2 separate regions of the Mus musculus genome follow, and region 2 is linked to region 1. The links are chromatin contacts, called in public HiChIP or PLAC-seq maps. All regions are on one chromosome and are shown on one strand. Each heading gives the region's core, a stretch centred on a gene start, on an enhancer-like site or on the middle of the called end of the contact. The rest is flanking DNA. Distances are from core to core; before and after follow the strand shown. Region 1 holds the start of Coa4 (cytochrome c oxidase assembly factor 4). Region 2 overlaps Arhgef17 (Rho guanine nucleotide exchange factor (GEF) 17).

Region 1 (3,473 bases), core at 959-3,458:
GCTCCTCCCTCCGTCTTGCCTGCTGTGCACTCATACAATCCCTGAAGGCCTGCACTTGCGGCTGGCACTGGCGCCAGTCCTGGTGTTGGGCCATGCACTCTTGCACTGCAAAGTGGGAGGCTGCACAGCCAGACCGGGTGATGAGCTGGTCCAGCGGGTCTTCCTCATCATCATCCTTCTTCACCGGGCGAGTCCAGTTATGGCCTTGTGGGACTGAGGTTGACATCTTGAGGAACCTAGAATATCAACAGACAAGGTTAAAGTACCGGTATGATTATACATTTCTTCCTGTTCATAAACAGTGACGTCTAAACTGCACTGCATGGCCTTACTTATATGCCTGTCTCCCTTAGGAGACGAAGCTCTTTATTGTCAGATGCTAGGCCTGATTTAGCATAGGGCCGCCAGCACATGACCTGACAGAGAAAGGGCCTGCAAAATGGTTTGATGAGTTGAGATAAAAGTATCTAAGCTCAATGGAGTCTGCTAGTGGAATGCAAGTTAAACAAAACATGCCATCTTTTTTGGAGATGTCATTTCTGATCTACCTCAAAACAAAACAAGCAAACAAAAAAACCCAAGCAAAGAAACAGCCTTTCTTCTTCTCTTCAGAAGAGTAAGGTTGAACACTTGGAAGACAGCCCAAGTACATGCAGGTTTGACTGGTGGGGGGAACTGAGGAGCTCAGTGTAGCTGTAGCATAAATCACGTGGAGGCTGAGGCAAAAGATGGGTCTGTGTGGTATGAGGCTGTTTAGTCAGCAATATCCAAATGTGAGCTTATTTGCCCAGACTGCTTCCCAAAGATCATCTGTTTCAGAACCCTACAGAATGCAGCAAGAGAGAACCCTACAGAATGCAGCAAGAGAGAACTCAGGAAAGGCTTCAATAGAGATAACTTCAACCTTTGCAAAAAGTTTGTTACGACGGGGTATAAAGGCGCTAAATGCCTCTTTTCTGTCTTATTCATTAATAGGTGGTTACTGTGTTGTGTGTTGGCTACTATATTAAGAGTATACAAGGGCTGGTGAGATGGCTCAGTGGGTAAGAGCACCCGACTGCTCTTCCGAAGATCGGAAGTTCAAATCCCAGCAACCACATGGTGGCTCACAACCACCCGTAATGAGATCCGATGCCCTCTTCTGGTACGTCTGAAGACAGCTACAGTGTACTTTACATATAATAAATAAATAAATCTTTAAAAAAAAAAAAAAGAGTATACAAACAAGACCAAGCTAGAGACAATTCCTGCCCTCATGGAGTTTACAATCTAGGCAAGTAAACTGGAAGTTTACAACAGTATGTACAGACAGCTGGGAAAACGAGGCAGGTCTAATCTGTCAAGACTTTCTAGAGAACCTGACTTCCAGGATGAAACTCAAGGATGAATGAGTTAGCCAAACATGGGAAAACTATTTCTGGCTAGAGGTAGACACATGAGAGGAATCACAAGTTCGATGACTGGGCTGAAAATGTAGTTTGGTAGTAGTACAAATGTCCAACGTGGAAAAGTAAATTGAATTTGATTCTCAGCCTCGTAAAACACTTCAGTAACTGGAGAAACCAGAAGAGCAGGAAATGAAAATTGGCAGAAATAAGTAAATGATTGATCAGCAAAGCTTTGCAGCCCATGTTAGGAGTTTAAGACTATTATCATGAGGAAAAGGGGTAGGTCACAAGACGATTTAAGCACTTCTCTATATAAACCTCACCGCTACGGAGGCACAATAAAAGGGTAAATGTCTTTGCCTGGAGACCTGTATTATTAGGTAGGGCCGTCAACAAATCATACACACACACACACACACACACACACACACACAAAATAAAATCGCTTTAAGATTCACTAGGTAGACTTTGTAAATAGCACTGCAGTATATGTCCAATACATGTTGTCCTCGGTACTCCTTGAATAAAATGAGTTCAACCCATGCTTAGAAATAAGGGCAGGCTAGATGCCTGACAGCTTGGCAAGGCCTTCTAGTAAGGCATGACAAGGAAGAGGAAGGAGAGAAATACAGGCATCCAAGTCCCCTGAAGCACCTCTCCCAGTTTCAGGAGCACTCCCGCCGTCCCCACTGTGCATCCGGTGTAGGGATGCGTGCGCAGTGCTCACCCGCAGGTGCAGAAGAGCGTGCGAGCGCGTTCCGCCCCAGACGCGGGGATTCGTAGGCAATAAGGACGCCCCCTGTTCTCTCCGCAGGAAGCCGACCCAGCGGGAGCACACACGCGGAAGAACAGAGCCCTCTGCAATTCCCATTGGTGAACTCTCCGTGTAGAGCCCGCCTTCAGCCCGCCTCTTCCGGGAAAGGGCGGAAGGAGCGGACCAATGGAGACCGGATCCTAGGGAAGGCACCTTGGATCGTTCTGAGAGACTGTGTACACACCCTCAGGTGACTCCAGGCCACCTGAGAGTGACGGAGGAGGCGGGTAGCCATTATGCCTTTTCATCAGCAAGAGCTCTGACTGGACCCATGTCTGAAGTGTTACCGCATGGGTTGCCAAGTAAGCTGAAGGGCACAGGATCCAGAAAAGGAATTTCAAATGGGACATTTTTCATTCCCAAGTAAAACAAAGAAACATGTATGCACAGTGTGTCCCATGCCATAACTAGGATCTAGAATGCCCTAATTGCTGAAGTGAAAGGAAGAGGCATTTTCTATTTACATTTGTGTATTTATGTGTGGCGTTGAGGTACACGTGTGGAGAGCAGAGAACAGCAAGAATTGATTCTGTCCTAACATGTGGGTCCTGGTCTTGAACTCAGGTTGTATGGTGGCTGGCAACTTTACTCAGGAACCATCTTGCAGGGGCCAAGGGATTGATCTTTCCTCACTCTGCCTGCCTTCTCTTCCCCACTTTCATTGACAGTGCACACAAGCTCCCTGGAGACCCTTTTCTTAACTTTCCATCTCTCTAGGCTTCAGGGTGGAAAGTGAGTTATTGCACCTAGCCATATCCAGACAACTCTAATCCTCTTTTACCTCTGAATGGCATTCTGTGTCATTCCTGACCATTGAATTCTCTCTCTCTCTCTCTCTCTCTCTCTCTCTCTCACACACACACACACAATCAACCTTCCTAAATTCTGTGAGAAAAGCTCATTTTATTGATTATCTGTCATTTCACATACCATTATTATGTTTTGTATCTATTTTTGGTTTTGTTTTGGGTATTTTATTTGTATTTGGGGGGATAGGGTCTCACTATGTAGCAGTAGCTACTGTGTGTAGTAGCTAGCCTTGAATATGTAGTTCAGGCTGGCCTCAAGCTTGTGGCTTTCCTGCCTTAGCTCTCCGAGTGTTGCAATGACAAGTGTGTGCCACCGGGACCAACCTTGAAGCTTAGTTCTTTACTATGATAAGTGAAGATCATCACACATATTTATGATAAATACATATAGATCATCAAGCATATATGTACTTATATATGTATTTACCATATATGTGTATTTATCATATATCTATGTCTGGT
Region 2 (3,884 bases), core at 1,079-3,578, 360 kb before region 1:
TGCTGCCTGGGATCCTAGCCCCTGGCCTGCCCTTTCAGGAGTAGTTGAGGTATAATTCATTTGTGACAGGCACAGGGGTGCATGCTGGTACTGCCAGTGCTCAGGAGGAGGCAGGAGAATCAGGGGCTTCTTGTGGGCTTGTTTTCAGTGCTGGTAACTGAACCTGGGGCCTTATAGTCCAGGCAAGAGCTCTTCCAGTGAAGAATATTCCCAGACCTGCTTTGTTTTGCTCCTAAGACGGGGCCTCTTGTAGCCCAGGCTGGCCTTGAACTTATATATAGCAAAGGATAACCTTGAACTGCTGAGCCTTCTGCCTCCACCTCCCAAGTATTGGGGTTATAGGCGTTCGCCATCTTGCCTAGACAGAAGTTATATGCACTTAAAAAAAAAAAGTTCTGGGGACTAGACCCATAACCTCACACAGGCTAGACAAACCCCCTGCCACTAAGCTCCATCCCTACCTGGGTCATGAGTTTGAGGCTAACCTGAGCTGCGTAGGAAGACTCAGGCTCAAACAGACAGCATCACAGGAAGAAAGAAAGCCCACCCGCCGTTTGCTCGGTGTGCAGACGGCCTCAAGTTCAATCTTCAGTACCGGTAGCAAAACTTAAAGGTGCTAGGGACAAACTAAGTTGGTGCATTACCTGTGTGGCATACACAAGACCCTGGATCCAAGCGGGGGCATGCTACAAACCAGGCACGGTAGTGCATGCCTGTAGTCCCAGAACTGGGAAGGTGCTTACAGAGGAGTCAGTTCAGGGTCCTCCTCCACTACATGGCCCTTAGGCTACATGAGACCTTGGGTGGGGGGGGTCCCTGGTATGGGTGCCAGGGTCCAACACCCTCTTCCGGTCTCCATAGACACCAAGCAGGTATACATGCAGGCAACACACTCATACATGTAGATTAAAAATATGCAAGTATTTTTTTTTAAGTTCCTTAGAATGGGGTGTGGAGTCTGGGCTAATGAAGCAGGGCTGGATAGAGGGATGCAGGGACCTCCACACTGAAAAGATGCTCAGAAATGTACCCATGCTGACTGGCCAAGGGGAAAAGCAAAGCTATTGAGACCAACCGTCTGTTACGTGTGTTCAGTGCCTTGGCTTACCAAGAACCCTTACCTCAGGGAGCCAGCAGTCTCCTGGGTGAAGGTGGGCATCAATCCATTATTACAGACTATCTGTGGTTAAGATAAGAAAACTGAAGATCTTGGAGAACACAGAACAGGCACATAACACCTACCTCGAAGACCGGAGGGCTTCCTAGAAGAGGTGACATTGTGTAGAGCAGTTGAGTGAAGACATTGGTTGCTAAGGAGAGGGAACGGGCTTAGGTCAAGGCCCCCAGGCAAGGGAGAGGTGACTTTTCTAGACACAGAGAGTTGGCTAGGGTGAAACAAAGAAGTGTGTAGGAGTGGGAACAAGGGTGAGCCTAGCTTGTGTGATCGAGGTTCATTAACTGCTCAGGAAATCCAGAGAGAACGGGTTGGAGAGAGGGAGTCAGATGCAAGCTTGGTGAGTGTGGGAACCCACAATGTTGAAGGAGGTGGAGCTAGTGAGGAGTAAGACACAGTATGGACCCCCTTCCTGGTGCCCAGTGGGATTTGGTGTCAAAGTTGTTTCTCACCACACCCCAGTCCTACTTAAATGGACCCTGGAGTAGATTCTAGCCTCGTCCTGGCATTTGTGGAAGGAGCCAGAAGATGGAGGATCACATTTAAACAAAAGCCAGGAAGTTGGTGGAGGGCAGATTTGGGGGTGGGGGTGGGGCTTTCCCAGTGAGGGTCTTGGGGAGAGGCACTGGAAGGGAACAGGACTGGAGCCAGGTAGAGAACACCTGGGGGAGATGGTGGTAGGGATAGGGGTGACTTAATGTGGGTGATTTGTGTGACAGCCTCTCTCTATCACACTCAAATCCCTCTCTCACTGGCTGGGGCCAGTGAGGTTTTCAGCCATCCCGTATTTGATACCTACATGGAACGGTGCCTGCGTCTGCCACACTGCAGTTGTTGATCAAGAAAGTCGCATTATTGTGAAAGATGGTGGGTCAGGCTCCTGGGTGTCAGGAATTGGGGATCTGTATGTGAGAGTGCACTTGACCCTACCCTACCCCCCCCCCCCCGGGCCTGTTCTATGCCAGCTCTATTCATCCATGGCTCCTGGGTGTAGATCTGTGTGTGCGCACTAGATACACTGTGGACGCGTCTTTATCCGCGAGTGTGTGTGACTTGTGTCCTGAGGCGGGGGTGCGAGGTCCCGAGGCACTGAGCCTGTTGCGGGAGAAGGGGCGGCGCGCAGAGGGCGGGACTCTCCCCCTGCGACGCCGCGCGCACTCCCTGCGCGGAGGAGGCCGCAGCGCCACCGCGGGCTGCGCCCTCACTGACGCTGCTACTCAAGCCGCCACCACCACCGCGGCGGGGCTAAGGCCCCCGAGGAGCGCGGGTGGGAGGGGGCCCTCCGACTCTGCGCAGTACCCGCCCCGGCGGCAGCCCGGCCGCATGCTTCAGATGGTGAAGACCCTGGCCCAGTTCACCATCGCGCTGGAAGACATGCGCGATCTGGGCTCGGCCGCCGCCTCCGGGGAGTCCGCCGGGGGCGGGGACGGGGGCTCTGACACCGCGGAGGAGCCGGGGGAGGCCCAGGTACTGGGAGGGGGAGGGGCAGCCGGGAACTTGGGTCTTGGCCTAGGATGCTGCAGACCCAGGAGATGGGGTAGCGTAGGCCGATGCTGGAGAACAGGGCCTGGAACTTAGCTCAGAAACCAGGACCTGCCTGCCTGTCAGTGCCCGGGTTGAGGAGAGCTGACCTCAGATGTAGGCAGAGAGATTGATGAGCCTCCTCCCCATGGCCAACCGGCACAGCCAACTCTGGCTGCACTAGTTGGGTTGGCAGGGTCAAGGCCCAAGACAGTACTCTCTTGTCAAATGGGTCAGGTGAAAGCAGATTTGTTCCTGGGACACCTTGGGTCCCCAGGAAAGCCAGATTTACAACCTCCCTCAGGGTTGAAGGGCCCCAACTGCACCACCACTTTGCCACTGGGACCCTGGGGCCTGTCCCCATCTCTGCCTCCAGTGGCCTTTCTGGAAACTGGAGGAGGCTGGGACCAGGGATGCTGCCTTGTTTTTGTGTTTGTCTGGGCCCTGACTCTGTTCCGTGCTATGGGCACAATGGGGACTAGGCCTAATCCGGGTACTGTACTGTGTTTTGCATACGTGTCTCCAATGCTCCAGGAGTCTGGGCAAAAGGGCCTACCTCGCAGCTGGATAACTAGGCTTCATTTTTGTCTTGATGTGGGGCATCTGGCCTTCATAGCCTCTCTATGAATCTTTCTTCACGCTGTCTTTGGGTTTAATGACAGGAGAGTCCCCCTTACCAAGTTCCTGCCGTGTCCACCTTCCCACGGGCCCCCTTGGTCCCCATGCCAGGGTCCTGTCTGTGGCTACTGAAGGGTTAGGGGATCCCGAGGGAAGCAGGCTGAAGGGCTGGCCAGCCTGGAACAGGTGGGCCTGCCGATCTGGTTGACAGCTGCTTTGTCCCTCCATCTCCTGCTTCCCCTGTCCCCCGCCCCCCTGCACTGCTCCCGTGTCCGGACACGTGCAGAGGGTGCTCCACGCAGTGACAAGGAGCTGGCCTTGTTTTCTGTGCGTTACCTGACAGCTGAATGACAGCCCACTGTGCTTTGCAGTGGGGAGGAGGCCGGGAGAGGCGGCTGCATTGCAGCGTCAGCTCCCTCTACCCCCAGTCTCCCGGCCAACCGGCTCAGTGCCAGCCCTCCCCCTCAGGAAACTTCTCTGACCATGACCCAGGTTGGGGGTGGCTGGCCAGTGAGTGTGGGCAGGGGACAGTAGCAGTGTGGCCCAAAGCCTGGTCTGGCTCTCCTGTCGG

The links. HiChIP or PLAC-seq counts read pairs in DNA pulled down with a chosen protein or histone mark.
Region 2: an H3K27ac HiChIP or PLAC-seq map of SST interneurons shows a contact between it and region 1, with 3 times the contacts expected there. The contact joins the enhancer-like site here to the promoter of Coa4 in region 1. A contact is called at or near these places in 8 of 39 promoter capture datasets (the C10 cell line, the HPC-7 cell line, HPC-7-derived erythroid cells and 4 more), 2 of 15 datasets of contacts at CTCF or cohesin (large pre-B cells and pro-B cells), 12 of 484 Hi-C or Micro-C datasets (B cells, the Ba/F3 cell line, CD8 T cells and 6 more), 14 of 115 datasets of contacts at active chromatin or transcription factors (the 230-238 cell line, SST interneurons, differentiating embryonic stem cells and 10 more) and 1 of 9 other capture datasets (pancreatic islet).

The regions. Positions count from the first base shown.
Region 1 is chr7:100,535,835-100,539,307 of GRCm38.p6, reverse strand. Coa4 (cytochrome c oxidase assembly factor 4) reads right to left here and starts at 2,208. Exons shown (of 2, transcript NM_183270.2): 1 at 2,116-2,208; 2 at 1-236. The coding sequence starts at 226. It overlaps Gm39058 (a long non-coding RNA gene), which reads left to right and starts at 2,189. Exons shown (of 2, transcript XR_869836.2): 1 at 2,189-2,504.
Region 2 is chr7:100,893,200-100,897,083 of GRCm38.p6, reverse strand. All of the region lies in intron 1 of Arhgef17 (Rho guanine nucleotide exchange factor (GEF) 17), which reads left to right. Among named protein-coding and RNA genes, the nearest start is that of Mir3102, 13 kb to the right of the region's middle. Within about 2 kb of position 2,328, at least 124 of the 459 cell types and tissues checked have an H3K27ac peak or open chromatin away from gene starts, as enhancers often do. A contact at or near this core is called in CD8 T cells, SST interneurons, differentiating embryonic stem cells and 6 more, where this site is marked.